2 separate regions of the Sus scrofa genome follow, and region 2 is linked to region 1. A link is a contact called in public HiChIP or PLAC-seq data. All regions are on one chromosome and are shown on one strand. Each heading gives the region's core, a stretch centred on a gene start, on an enhancer-like site or on the middle of the called end of the contact. The rest is flanking DNA. Distances are from core to core; before and after follow the strand shown.

The links. HiChIP or PLAC-seq counts read pairs in DNA pulled down with a chosen protein or histone mark.
Region 2: an H3K27ac HiChIP or PLAC-seq map of alveolar macrophages shows a contact between it and region 1. The contact joins the enhancer-like site here to the promoter of PLXNB3 in region 1. A contact is called at or near these places in 3 of 5 promoter capture datasets (fetal liver, fetal skeletal muscle and liver), 6 of 47 Hi-C or Micro-C datasets (embryonic fibroblasts, fetal heart ventricle, heart right ventricle and 3 more) and 1 of 2 datasets of contacts at active chromatin or transcription factors (alveolar macrophages).

Annotation. Positions count from the first base shown.
Region 1 is chrX:124,504,099-124,510,447 of Sscrofa11.1, reverse strand. It overlaps PLXNB3 (plexin-B3), which reads right to left and starts at 2,495. Exons shown (of 37, transcript XM_005674005.3): 1 at 2,345-2,495; 2 at 876-984; 3 at 390-638.
Region 2 is chrX:124,687,169-124,693,517 of Sscrofa11.1, reverse strand. HCFC1 (host cell factor 1) reads left to right here. Exons shown (of 27, transcript XM_003135485.5): 1 at 1-539; 2 at 5,535-5,683; 3 at 5,767-5,927; 4 at 6,294-6,349. The coding sequence starts at 347. Among named protein-coding and RNA genes, the nearest start is that of HCFC1, 4.5 kb to the left of the region's middle. Within about 2 kb of position 3,772, at least 21 of the 83 cell types and tissues checked have an H3K27ac peak or open chromatin away from gene starts, as enhancers often do. A contact at or near this core is called in alveolar macrophages, retroperitoneal adipose tissue and subcutaneous adipose tissue, where this site is marked.

The DNA.
Region 1 (6,349 bases), core at 1,246-3,745:
GGACTTTTCCTCATCCTCTTCTCAACGCGGAGGGGGCAGATCCTGAAAAGCCACAGGAGCACCAGCGAAGGGACCCCGAGCAACGGAGAGGGGGGCGGGGAGAGCAGGGGGAGGAGGGCGGGGGGGCGGGGGGGACCCTCCCCTGCAAAGCCAGCGAGGGCGGTGGTGAGGGCTGAGGGCACCGAGAGACCACGCGGGGTGCAGGGGCCGGAGGAGGCCGGTCCTTTGCCCCCACCCCCCCGTGGCTCCAGCATGGGCTCCGCCAGCGGCACAGGGAGGGGTGGCGTGGGGAGGGAAGCCACAAGAGAGAAGACAGCTGGGAGGAGGCCTCGACGGAGGGGAGGGCTTGAAAGAAAGGCCCGGCAGCAGCGGGCGTGGTGCCTCCGCACCTGTCAGGTGGCGCCCAGAGGAGGCTCCGAGTGGGCCTCCCGCTGGGTCCTGCCACCTCACTGCCCAGCCAGGATCCACTCACAGCAGCCCCTGCGCCACAGCCTCCTCCTGACCTCGGATGCAGACGGAAGCAGGTCCTAAGTTGAGTTAGGGTCCCGCACAGCCGGGCGTGTGGGCGTGTGCCGGCTGGGAGCAGGCGCACTGTCACTCAGCATCCTGCCAGCTCGGGGCCCTGGCGGGCACGCCAGCTGCGGGTAGAGCCCCGAGAAAGGCCCCTGAGCCCTTATCTCAGAAACACAGGCAGGAAGGTCAGGACCGGCTTGGGGACAGGGCCATTTCCTCCAGACCCCGGCTATCGGCGCCAGTGTCTGGGGTGGGCGACCGCAGCGGGAGGTGCAGTGCTGGCGTCCAGGCTCCTCGGGCTCTTCCTGGCCCTGCGCGTCCCCAGGGGAAGGTCTCTGGGCACGTTGGGCTCAGGCACTTACCGTGGCAAAGGGGAGCAGCAGAGGTGCCTCCCGGGCAGCGTGGCCATCTCAGTTCAGCTGCCCTGGGGCAGTGGTGACGGGCACAAGGCGGCTGCGGGGGGGCATTGTCCTGAGTGGGAGGGAGATAGTTGAGGCTTGGCCTCATTCACGTCCCACCAGGGGAGGCGGCAGGGAGGGGGTTGGGGGGTGCCGAGGGCCTGGCAGCCAGGCGCCACCACAGCTGGCAGCTTTGTCAATGGGGGCCGGGCCGAGGCAGCCCTGCCTCCACCCCAACAATGTCCCCTCTGTCCCCTCTGTCCAGAGGCCCAGGCCAGGGACCCGCTATCTGGTATTCTTATCCCTACCCAGGGGGCTCCCTGTCACTCCCCACCCCCAGAGAGACACCCCCTGGGATCTGGGGACAAAGGGACAGGGTTTCCTTACACAGGCAGCACCCCTCCCCCATGCCCCGTGCCAGCCAGCGTGCTCCTCCCTTGTGTCGCCCCCCGGGGTCTCTGTGAAGGGCACAGGGTAGGCCATGGAGCCCCCATGCAAAGGCCAGGCTCTGAGCCCTGCAATGCCAGCTTCAGCCTTAGTAGCCTTGGTGCCGGGCTGGAGGCAAGTCCTGGCCCTCAATGCCTGCCTTTGTCCAGGCTGGGGGCAGGGGAGAGGCTGGCCAAGGCAGCCCGCCCAGGAGACCTTCTCCCCGAACCCCCCTGCCCCCTTAGCCCGGAATAAGATTGGCCCCATCAGGCCCCATCCCCGGGGACTGGCAAAGTCGTGCCAGGTACAGTCTGGTGGCAGTGGGCAGTGCTGGTGGAGGATGCTTCTGGAGGGGGCACAGGAGGGGGCGGGAAGCAAGCCCTTAGCTTCAGACTTGGCGGCTTTTTGCCGGCTGTCCCCTCTCCCTCCCCCGGGGGAGACACAGTCCTGCACACATGGGATTGGGATGGGGAAGGGAGTGGCAGCTTGCAGCTGGCTCTCCTGCCACCCTCCCAGGGCGCCATCTGTACACCAGGCCGGCAGAGCGAGGGCTGTGGCCCGAGGTGCAGTAACAGGTGTGCTCAAGTTGGGGTCCCCATCTTCTCCACGTGTGTGCGCGGTGGTTAGCAGCAGGCTCCTGCCACCTGGCTGGGCTGGTTGGGTGGCTGTGGGGGCAGGGAGCCAGGCGGGCTGCTTCCCCACCCCATGCCCTGCCCTGTGGCCGGAAGTGCCAGGTCTCCCGTTTAGGGGCAGAAGCCCCGCGAGTCCTCCCTTCCAGCTCCAGGGCCACCCCCCGGTCTTGGTGGGGAAGGAACTGTGCCACAGGCATCAGGCGGTGTCGGCACAGGGATGGGGCTGGCGTCTTTGCCGGATTCAGGCTAGTCCGCCTGCAGACCCCTGGCTTCTCCTGGGCCCCAGCATGCCCCCAGATGGCACCCCCCCACACTGACCTGGTGACCTGCTGACCCCTGCCCCCAGTGCCCTTGCCAGCCCAGGCTCCGGCCTACCTGGGTGGGCCGCCGGCAGGGGCTGAGGAGAAGCTGGTGGTGCCAGGAGTGTGTCCCGGAGGAGTCCCAGCCTCCTGCCCCACAATGCAATCGCGCCCAACGCCCAACCCGACTTGTCCCGGCGGGCCACCCAGGCAGCCCAGCCCCTCCACGCCCGCCCCTTCACCCGACAGCGGCGCGGGCCAGGGCACTGCTGCCCTCTGCTGGCCTCTGGAGGAATGACGGCAGGCTGGCTGCGCGCACCTGTCGGGAAAGGGTGAGAGCGGGGTGGTACCCTCCCACGACGGGGAGGGGGGCGAGGGAGGCAGTTGGGCATTTCACAGCCTTCCATGAAGTGCCTACTGGGTGCCAGACATGGCCCCTGCCCTGGGGCCATTCAGAGACAAAGCCCACTGCCGTCTGCCGCAAGTGTCTGAGGGGCAGAACTACTTGCCAGCAGACAGGACCCTCCTGCTAGGACAGCCCATCCGTGGCGGGTACTGTGGGTCAGCAAGGAAGGGGAGTCCAGTCTGGTGGCGCTGCTCAGGGTATCAGGGAGACCTTCACAGAGGAAGTGAGGTTTAAGCTGACCTTGAACCCCACGGTTCTACTCCTACTGTCATCCTCCAGTCCTTCCGATGACCCCACAGGGGGGAGCAGCTATCGCCCATGGCTCACAGGTGGGGAAGGTGGCATGAGAGGTCAGGGAACTTGCACCAAGTCATGTAGCAAGGAAGTGACAAGGCGCCTGCCCTTTAACCATCAGGCCACGGGGCGCTAAACCTAATGCACTGTGGCAAAAGCACTGGACTTCGTTCTGCGCTTGGGCAGGGTGCAAACGGGTGGCCCTCAGGTGGAGAGCATGGGGGAGGCCTGGCCTGGGGGAAGCCTGGCCCAGGGGTGGCTCTGGGCATCAAGAGAGGGGAGGCATCCAGACATGCCCTGGGGAGGAGCAGAGCCCAGAGACTTGGCCTTAGGCATGGCATCAGCGGCGAAGGCAGGAGCTCCCTGGGTTTTTTTCTCTGGGGCATTGCTCCCTAGGGAGCCAGGGTGCCAGTGGAGGGGAGGCTGGGAGGACCGAGGGGTCCGAGAGGTGGGAGGACATAGCCAATGGAGCCGTTGGGGTCTTCGTGAAGGAAGTTTGGTAGAGTTCCTGCTGTGGCTCAGTGGGTTAAGAACCTGACTAGTATCCATGAGGATGCAGGTTTGATCCCTGGCCTTGCTCAGCGGGTTAAGTGAATTTTGTGAGCTTTAAAATGATACAAAGGGAGTCCCACTGTCATTTTCCTTCTGCAAACGGCTCCTTACCCTGGCGGCTGTCCTTTGGCGATGCCTGTGTCCCTGACAGGGGTGCTGAGGGCTGGCTTCTCCCGATGCCGGCTGGGGACTCGCCCGGTCACCGGGCACACACGCTGTCAGGGCGCCGGGCGCAGAGGAATCAATTTCGGCGCTGCTGGCCCGCACGACATTCCCGATGCCACTGTGCAGCCACTTCTTTCTCCTTCTCCTCATCTGCACCAAAACTTGGACCGAGTGCACTGGGTGTGAAATGGTGCTACCTCGCTGGGCTTTTATTTGGCGTTGGCCGACCGCTGGCAATGCCGAGCTTCTGCAAAACGCCTGATCAGGCCTTCACCGATTTTTCTGGGTAGGTGGTCTTGCCATTACTGTCTCGAGGGATTCTTTGCATATTCCGGATACCGGTCCTTGGTCTGTTATGTCCTCTTTCTGCCCGTGACTTGTGTTTCTTTGCAGTTTGCTTGTGATATCATTTGACGAACACAACTTTTTCCTTTTTCCTTTTTCTTTGTGGTCACGCCCATGGCACACGGAAGTTCCTGGGCCAGGGATCCAGCCTGCACGCAGGGGCGACCGGAGCCACAGCAGGGGCAACGCCGGATCCTTAAACTGCGTCGCAAGGGATCTCGAACACATGTCTTAGTTTGAATATAATCACTTCCCAGACAAGGGACTGACCCCAGGCGACAGTGGTGAAAGTAGCGAGCACTGGACCACCAGGGAACTCCCTACTTACTCAGGTTTCAAAGCAGGTCTTGATACGGGGGAGTCACTTCTTAAAATTCGCTTTCTCTTTCTCCTTTTCCTCCTCCGCCCGGTCCTCCTGATCTTTCAAAATGATCTCACCTCCTCAGCTGTTCTAGGCACTGTTAGTTTTCCTTAGAAGCTCAAAAACAGCTTGTCATAGTTCCAGGAAAAACTCTATTGGGATTTTTTTTGAAGGAGTAAGTGAAGATTTTGTTGAATTTTGAATCCCTCTGGAGACGAGTCGTCTCTAAAATATTGTTTCCCCGTCTACTGAGCGTAGGATGTCTCTCCAGGGATCGAACCCGCAACCTCAGGGATCCTAGTCGGGTTTGTTAACTGCTGAGCCATGAGGGGAAGTCCTACCCTCTTCTGCTGGTACATAGAAACACAGTTGACTTTAACAAATTGAATTAGGGAGTTCTCGCTGTGGCTTAGTGGTTCCATCCCTGGCCTCGCTCAGTGGGTTCAGGATCCGGCGTTGCCGTGAGTTGGGGTGTACGTCGCAGACGTGGCTCAGATCCCCCGTTGCTGTGGCTCTGGCACAGCTCCGATTAGACCCCTAGCCTGGGAACCTCCTTATGCCAGGGGTGCGGCCCTAGAAAAAAGGCAAAAAGACAAAAACAAAAAATTGAATTAGAGGTGACTTATAATATCGTGTTGGTTTGGTGTGTACGACAAGGAAACACAATTGACTTTTGTGTGTGTTCTCTCTCAGCCCACCTCGTAAACCCTTTGCGTTAAGTCTAATAATTCCTTTTGTGGATTCTTTTGGGTTTCTTCTCCAACCCTTTGTTGTTGTTGTTGGCCATGCCGGGGGCGTGTGGAAGTTGTCTGGCCAGGGATCGAACTCATGCCACAGCAGCGACTCAAGCCGCTGCAGTGACGACGCTGCATCCTTAACTGGCTTAGCCACGAGACAATGCTTTTTGTTTGTTTGTTTTGACATCCAATCCTTTTAACTCCAGTTTCTTATATATATGATTTACTTTTTAAAATTTCTTTTCAGGGCCACACCTGGGGCATCCGTACGTGCCCGGGGGGGAGCTAGGTATGGAATGGGACCTGCAACTGCACACACCACAGGCGCAGCAACACGGGATCCGAGCCACGTCTGCCGTCTTCACCACAGCTCACGGCAGCCCTGGATCCTTAACCCACGGAGTGAAACAACCCTGGATCCTTAACCCACGGAGTGAAACCAGGGAGCGAACCTGCATCTTCCTGGATACTAGTCGGGTTCTGAACCCACTGAGCCGTGACGGGAATTCCACCTCACTTTAATTCCCCGGACATTACAAGGTTTCATGGAAGCAAAGAGGATGTTTTTAATGTTTCATCTTTAATTATGGTTATAATGTTTGCAGGAGATATTTATAGACAACTTTATGATGTTAAGAAAGTTCCCTTCCAGTCCTAGTTTGCCCTGCTGAGTTTTATCAAATGCTTTTTCTGAGCACACTGAGTTGATAACGTAATTTTCCTCTTCTCGTCAGTTGATGTGGTCAATTATGGGTCATGATTTTCTGGTGATTCCACCCTTGCATTTTCTGGGCTGGATGGTGGTGGTGGTGTTGGAGCGTTTCCTCTTTTTCTGGAACAATTTATCCAACACAGGGATTATTCCTTGAAGCTTTGATAGAGTTCATTTGTAAAACGATCTAGAACTGCCTTGTTTCTGCAACCATTAGCCGCTATCCGTACATTTGACATGTTACCAACTTCTTTCATAATTACGGGACTGTTCAGGCTTTCCTTTTTTGGTCTTTTTAGGGCCGCACCCTTGGCATATGGAGGGTCCCAGACTAGGGGTCGAATCGGAGCTGCATCTGCCGCCCTACACCACAGCCACGCAGGATCCGAGCTGCATCTGCGACCTACACCACCGCTCACGGCAACACCAGATCCTTAACCCACCGAGCCAGGCCAGGGATCAAACGTGCATCCTCATGGATCCTGCTCGGGTTCCTTAGCCACCGAGCC
Region 2 (6,349 bases), core at 2,523-5,022, 180 kb before region 1:
AGGCGGCTCAAGATGGCGGCTCCCAGGGCCTCCCGCTCGAGCTTGTAAGTGGGAGCTCCCAGGCAAGGAGTCAGGGCGGCGGGACTCGGCGGCCTCCAGCTTCTCGGGCCCAGGCGCTCGGCAGTTTCAGGAGGCTCTTGAGGAGACGGGGTGAGCAAGAAGAAGGGGAAGAGCAGAAGTGAAGGAGAATAGTTAAGATGGCGGCCTCCATGGAGCCGTCCACCGCTGTGTGAGGAACCGCTTCTCCGTGAGAACCGTCTTAGACTAAAGGGGGTGTGTGTGAGTGGAATTGGGGGGCTTCCTTCTCGCTTGGTGACTTTTTTCCACCGCGCCCTTTCCCGGAACTATGGCTTCGGCCGTGTCACCCGCCAACTCGCCAGCGGTGCTCCTGCAGCCTCGCTGGAAGCGAGTGGTGGGCTGGTCGGGTCCAGTACCCCGGCCCCGCCACGGCCACCGCGCCGTGGCCATCAAGGAGCTCATCGTGGTGTTTGGCGGCGGCAACGAGGGGATCGTGGACGAACTGCACGTGTACAACACGGGTGAGTGCAAAGCCCGCTGGGTCCTCCGATCTTTCCCTCTCTCCCTTCTTCGCCCTTCTCTTCCCTCCCTCTCTCCATCCCCTCCCTCTCCCTCCCCTGCCTTCCCTCCCTCCCTCCCCCCCTCCCTCCTCCCTCTCCGTCCTCCCTCTCCTCCTCCTCCCATTCCCCTTCTCCATCCGCAGTGATCTGCTTTTTTCTCCCCCCTCCGAGACCCTTTGCCGTGCCCGGCTCCTCTGCTTTTCCCTTCTTTTCCCTGCTTTTCCCCGCTCTCACACCCCTGCTGCTTCTGTGTTTGAGGGGTGCTTTTCATTATTGGAGAGGAACCCTCTAGCCCGGCTGGTGAGGGAGCGGGGGCGTCGCCAGCGGTGGTGACTTCAGACATACACCGTTACCCCCGCCAGGCGGGCGGATGCGTCCCTTTGGCGCAGAGTCCCACCCCCTTCCTCCCTCCTGCGCCTGCTCCGCTCTTCCCCGGCTCTAGTGCTCTTTCAGGAGAAATGACAACTTCTGGATTCCAGATTGGTTGCCTCTCTAGAGGAGCGGGGCAGAGTTGAGCAGCCTCCTCCCCACCTGGAGGAGGGGCGGGTTGTATGCCCTGCGGGGTGACCGTCTCGCCCGTTGTGCCCGAGCCTTGGGGACGCACAGATCAGATGGCATTGCTTCTGATCACTTTCAGCATTTTACTTCTGGGGCGTTTCTCCTCACATCGCCTGTCGTCTTGATCTGGGGCCCTTTGGTGTAAGAGATGAATTTCACCCCTTCCCGACTCACTGCTTTCTGTGAGCTGGAGGGGGTTAGCCCGGCCGTTCTCCTGCTTCCCCCCAACCCACGGCCTGGCTGGCTGGGAGGAGCGGAATTCGGTGACAGACTGGGGACTGCGCTGCGCCTCTGTCTCCAGGTGTTGCTGGCGCGCCGGCTCGGCCTCTTGCCTGGTGTCCCTGCTAGGTCTCGGGGGCTTAGCCACATCCTCCTGCAGCTCCTGCCCCCGTGGTGGCCACTTGGCCAGCTTTGTACCCCTAGCGCCGCCTGGGGCCGGAGCTGCCTGTTGAGTCGCTGCTGCCCCGCAGGACCTGGCCTTGCTCCGAGCGAGGGGCTGGGCGTCCTCACCGAGGACGAGCGCAGGACGGTGGACCTGCACGTTCTGTGCCGGGGCAAAGACGGGGAGGCGGCGCGGTGCGGCGCGGCCCCTCCGGGTGGGACAGCATGATTTTAGGAAGCTCGCCTCGCCGCCGGGGAGGTGCATTCCCAGCAGCCGCGGTCCCTGGCCGCCTTCCAGTTGTCTCTCCCTCGCTGTCCCGTCTAGCGAACCCCTCTCGCGCCAAGGTTCTGGCGGTACCAGGTCCTGGCGCCTGAGCACTTCCTCTTCCTCCTGGCCTGGAGGTGGCCCCGGGGTAAGATGTGGGTTGGAGCGGGGCTCTTGGTGGGGTGCTCCCCTCCCCCACCAGCCCCCAGGCGCGAAGGACAGTGTTCTGTGCATCTCGAAGGTTGTTGACCCTACAGAGTTGACTTTCAGAGGCCGGAGGGTTGCTGGTGGCCCTTCCCATTCTGGGTCTGAGCACCTGTTGTCTCCAGTGAGGCTGGGCTGGCCGCGGGGCTGCATGCCAGCTGGCGCAGCTGCGGTGGCAGCGGTGGCCCAGTACGGTGAGGCCAAGGGGCAGGGCCAGCTTTAGAGAGGCGGCTGCCCTGAGCAGAACCTCCCGCACTCCTCGGACCCCCTTCTTTCTCGTAAGGCCTGGAGCAGGCTCCTTGGCAGGGAAATACAATTTTAGAAAGTAGGGCAGGGGCCTAGTTACCGTGAGCTCCAAAGTCCACTGCTTCCTGGGGCCTCTGTGTGTTCGTTAGTTTATTGAAATGAGGGGACCGCTTGGGCGTTACTCTGTTCTCCATCTGCAAGGACGTGCCGGGTAGAGGCCAGCCAGCCTTCTGGAGGCCACGGCCCCGATTCCTCCAGGGCGGCAGTTCGCAGAGTGCCCTGCCTGATGGGTCTCCTAGGCGACTCCCTGGTCCTCGCGGAGTGCTCGCTCGCTCGCTCTCCTCCTGCAGTCTCCGTGCTGCCTCTCCCGCCAGCCGGGGCGCAGATGCTGGGCATCCTTCGGGCATCCTCAGCTGCCACCTTGACAGCTGGCCTTCTGCTTCCCTTGGTTTTGTCTCAAATGAGGTCAGAGTGTGCTCTCCAGCGCTTTTCCTTCTGCGCGATGAGTGCTCGGAGAGACTCGCCCTTTGGGGGGAGCTCGCATCTGGAAGGGCTCCGGGTCGCTAAGACAAAGGCTCCGGGGGGCATGTGCGTGCTCGCCGTCTGGCTTGGCTCAGCCACTGGGGCGGGGGGGGGGGCTGCACCTAAAGGCCGGGGAGGGGAAAGTGTGTGTCCTCCCGCCTCGGGGGCTGTGGGACCCTTAGCCGGCCTTTGGGCGGCCTTAGGGGAGCCACTGCCTTTGACCTCAGGGAGTTTCCTTGCCGCAGCCAAGCGGATTAGCCCGAGGACCCGGCCCGGCAGGGTGGGGCGCGTCCTGCAGGGGGGAGGGTGGGGCGGGCGGGCAGGAGCCCCCGCGTATCTGGGGGTGCCTCTCCGTTTTCACCCTGAGGCGGTTGGGGTCAGACTGGGGAAGTGACGCGTCCAGGGTCACTCTGCCAGCGGCGGCTGAGTCAGGCTGGCTCCGTGTCTCTTCCCTCCGCGGGCTTAGAGGCGGCAGCGGGGTCCTTGCGGCCCACGGGCCCGGGGCTGGGCCCAGGGCTGAGCGCGTCTCGAAGCGGCCCCCCTCGCCCCGGGCCCTCCGCGCCTCGCACAGTCACTTCCTGATCAGCCCCGCTGGCTTCTTGTGTCGGGAAATCCTGTTCAGCCTTCAGGGCCCTGCTCCGGTGGCCCCTCTTCTGAGAAGTGGCCCCTCCCGATCACCCGCGCTGCGTGTGCTTCGAGGCCAGGCGCGCGCCAGCTCCCGCCTCCCGCCGCGAGGCCCCCCTTCCCCGCACCCCTCCTCTTACGGGGAAGGAGGGACCCGGAGCCTGGGCGACGTGCCGCCCCCTCCCCCGATGAGCTACCACGATGAGGGGCCACGGAGGGCAGCTGTGCTTGTCGCAGGTGGTCCCTTAGGCCGGCCCAGGGCAGAACCCAGATGGGGCGACAGGAAGAAGGGTCCCTACCTCTGCCTGACGGGCTGCTCCTGATGGGCGTGCGGAGGGCCCCCGCCCTGACCGGAGTGTTCCAGAGCCAGACGGCCCCTCTGCGGTCCTGTGGGAGGAGCTTGGGGATGTGTCACCGGTCGAGTCTAGCCTGGCCAGCTGACCCAGCGGTCAGGGTGTGATGAGAAAGCTGTGTGTGGCGGCCACACGGGTGCGTGGGTGAGCCAGGGTGGCCCTTGGCTCCTGTGCGGAGGGCCCCTGTGTGGGCACCTTGCCGTCCCTTGAAGTTGGAGAAAGGTTCTTGTCTCTGTGTGTGTGTGTTGCTTGGTCACCTCGAGTAAGTCGCTGCTGCTCCCGGACTCTGTGCCATTAGCTGTTGAAGGAGGTTGACAGAGGGGCTCTCAGAGGTGTTTTGGCCTTTTTATTGTATTTTTATTTTTTGACTTATTTTGTGGTTGCACTCATGGCTTGTGGAAGTTCTCAGGCCAGGGGCCAAATCTGAGCCTCTGCTTGGCAGTGCTGGGCCGGGGATGGAACCCACCCCAAGCTGCCGCAGTCGGGTTCTTAACCCACTTTGCCGCAGCGGGAACTCCTGGCCATTGGATGAAACTCTTTCCAGGGATCATGTGAGGCCATTGCCCCCCGTGTGTGCAGGGGCGATTTGCCGCAGCGTGGAGAGCTGCTGCTTTTCCTACTTCGTGTTTGTACCACGGGGGAGACTGAGGCAGGGAGCGGGAGTCCGGGGCTGGCTCTGCGGGAGAGGGGAGGGGTGAGCCGGCTGCTGGGCATCCTGGAGGCCCAGGGACTCCACAGAGCTGTCGGGGGGCCAGCAGCCTGTCCCGAAGCAAGCTATACAGCCGTGTAGGGGCGCGCAGGCACCTCTGTGTTGGGAAAGGCCCTAGAGTTGTGCTTCTGTGTCGGCGCAGGCCTCTCTGCCAGGGTGCGCGCTGAATCTTGAGGTGACAGCAGAGGGGTTGGGTTACCTGCTGACCAAGGGCGTGCCTGGCAGCAAGTCAGGCCAAGAAGCAGTCAGACCCCAAGAGGCGCTCCGTTCATGCCCCAGTCCCTTCCCTGGCCACCTGCCAGTCCGTCCCGGTCTGCTCTCTCACTTTTGACCCAAACTGATCTAGGGACGTGGAATGAGGTTTGTGGCTGCCAGTTTGAGGCTTTGGAGGGGGTGTGGAGTGTCCTTGACGGGAGAGCCCTTTAAATGACGTGTAACGAAGAGGGGGACTTCGCCCCGTGATTTTGCTGGGCAGCCTGAAGTGAGGCGTGGAAGTGCCAGGCCGAGCGAGGGCAGGTCGTGAGCCTGGCTGCAGGGCCCCCAGCCCACGCCCAGCTGCACTGCTGTCACCTCTGACCCTGTTCTGGGGCAAAGGGGTACCATGGACCGTGGCACTGGGCAACAGCAGCAGAGGTGGGTCCCCGCCCCCTGGCTCTCCTGCACGGGGAGGTGCAGGCCGCAGGCCGGGGCACCCGGAGGGAAGGGCACGGGGCTGCCCAGCGGGCATTTCGGGTGTCAGCCGTTTCTTTCCAATGGCCCAAAGAGGAGCAGGGGAAGGAAGCTGGTGGCCACATCCCCAGGATTCCCTTGGTCCGCGACTTCCTGCTTCTTGGCGCGGCCGGGACACGAGGCGGGGCCGTGCCGGGCTGCTTTCGCTGAGGTGGGGGTGGGTGGAAAGCGGCCGGGATGGGGGCTGGCACCCGGGTGCTGAACGGACAGAGTCCCACACCCTCGGGAGAGGAGGTGGCGTCCCAGCCTCTCCTTTCTTGGACCGCATCGGAAGGCCGCTCGCTGCACGGCCGGCGGAGCAGGGCCGGGGGCTCTGGTGCCGCGAGCTCCCGAGGTGTATTGACGTCCGCCTCCTATCCCCCCAGCGACCAACCAGTGGTTCATCCCCGCCGTGAGGGGGGACATCCCTCCAGGCTGCGCGGCCTATGGCTTCGTGTGCGACGGGACGCGCCTGCTGGTGTTCGGAGGCATGGTGGAGTACGGGAAATACAGCAACGACCTCTACGAGCTGCAGGTGACGCCCCGGGCGCGTCTCGCCGCCGCGGGACAGGTGGCCCAGCTCACCCCGCGTTGAATTACTGGCTCTTGATTTTGCAGGCGAGCCGATGGGAGTGGAAGAGACTGAAGGCAAAGACGCCCAAAAACGGGCCCCCTCCGTGTCCTCGGCTCGGGCACAGCTTCTCCCTCGTGGGCAACAAATGTTACCTGTTCGGAGGTCTGGCCAACGACAGCGAGGACCCCAAGAACAACATTCCCAGGTGAGGCGGAGGAGGCTGGCACTCAGTGCCCTCCAAGGAGCTTTCCAGCCCTGGCGAGGCCCGGCGGGCAGGCTGGGAGGTGGGCGCCGCCCTGCCTGGGGCTGGTTCCTGCTCCTCAGACCCGGTGTCAAGTTGGCACTTTCCTCCTCGGGGTCTGCTGCCTGCAGCTTCCCTGCTGGCTGTTTTCTGAGCCAGGTGCCCCCTTGGCGCCTGGGAGGCTCTCGTCCCACACCCAGCTTCGCGAGCAGTGCAGCCTGGCATGGCCCGCCTGCTCTTCCTTTTCGACTCCTTCTCGTCCCGGCAGGAGCGGGGGGGGCATCTGGTGTGTGCCGGCGAGGCTTGCCAGGACTGGCCTTCTTTCTCCAGGTACCTGAATGACTTATACATCCTGGAACTGCGGCCAGGCTCTGGAGTGGTAGCCT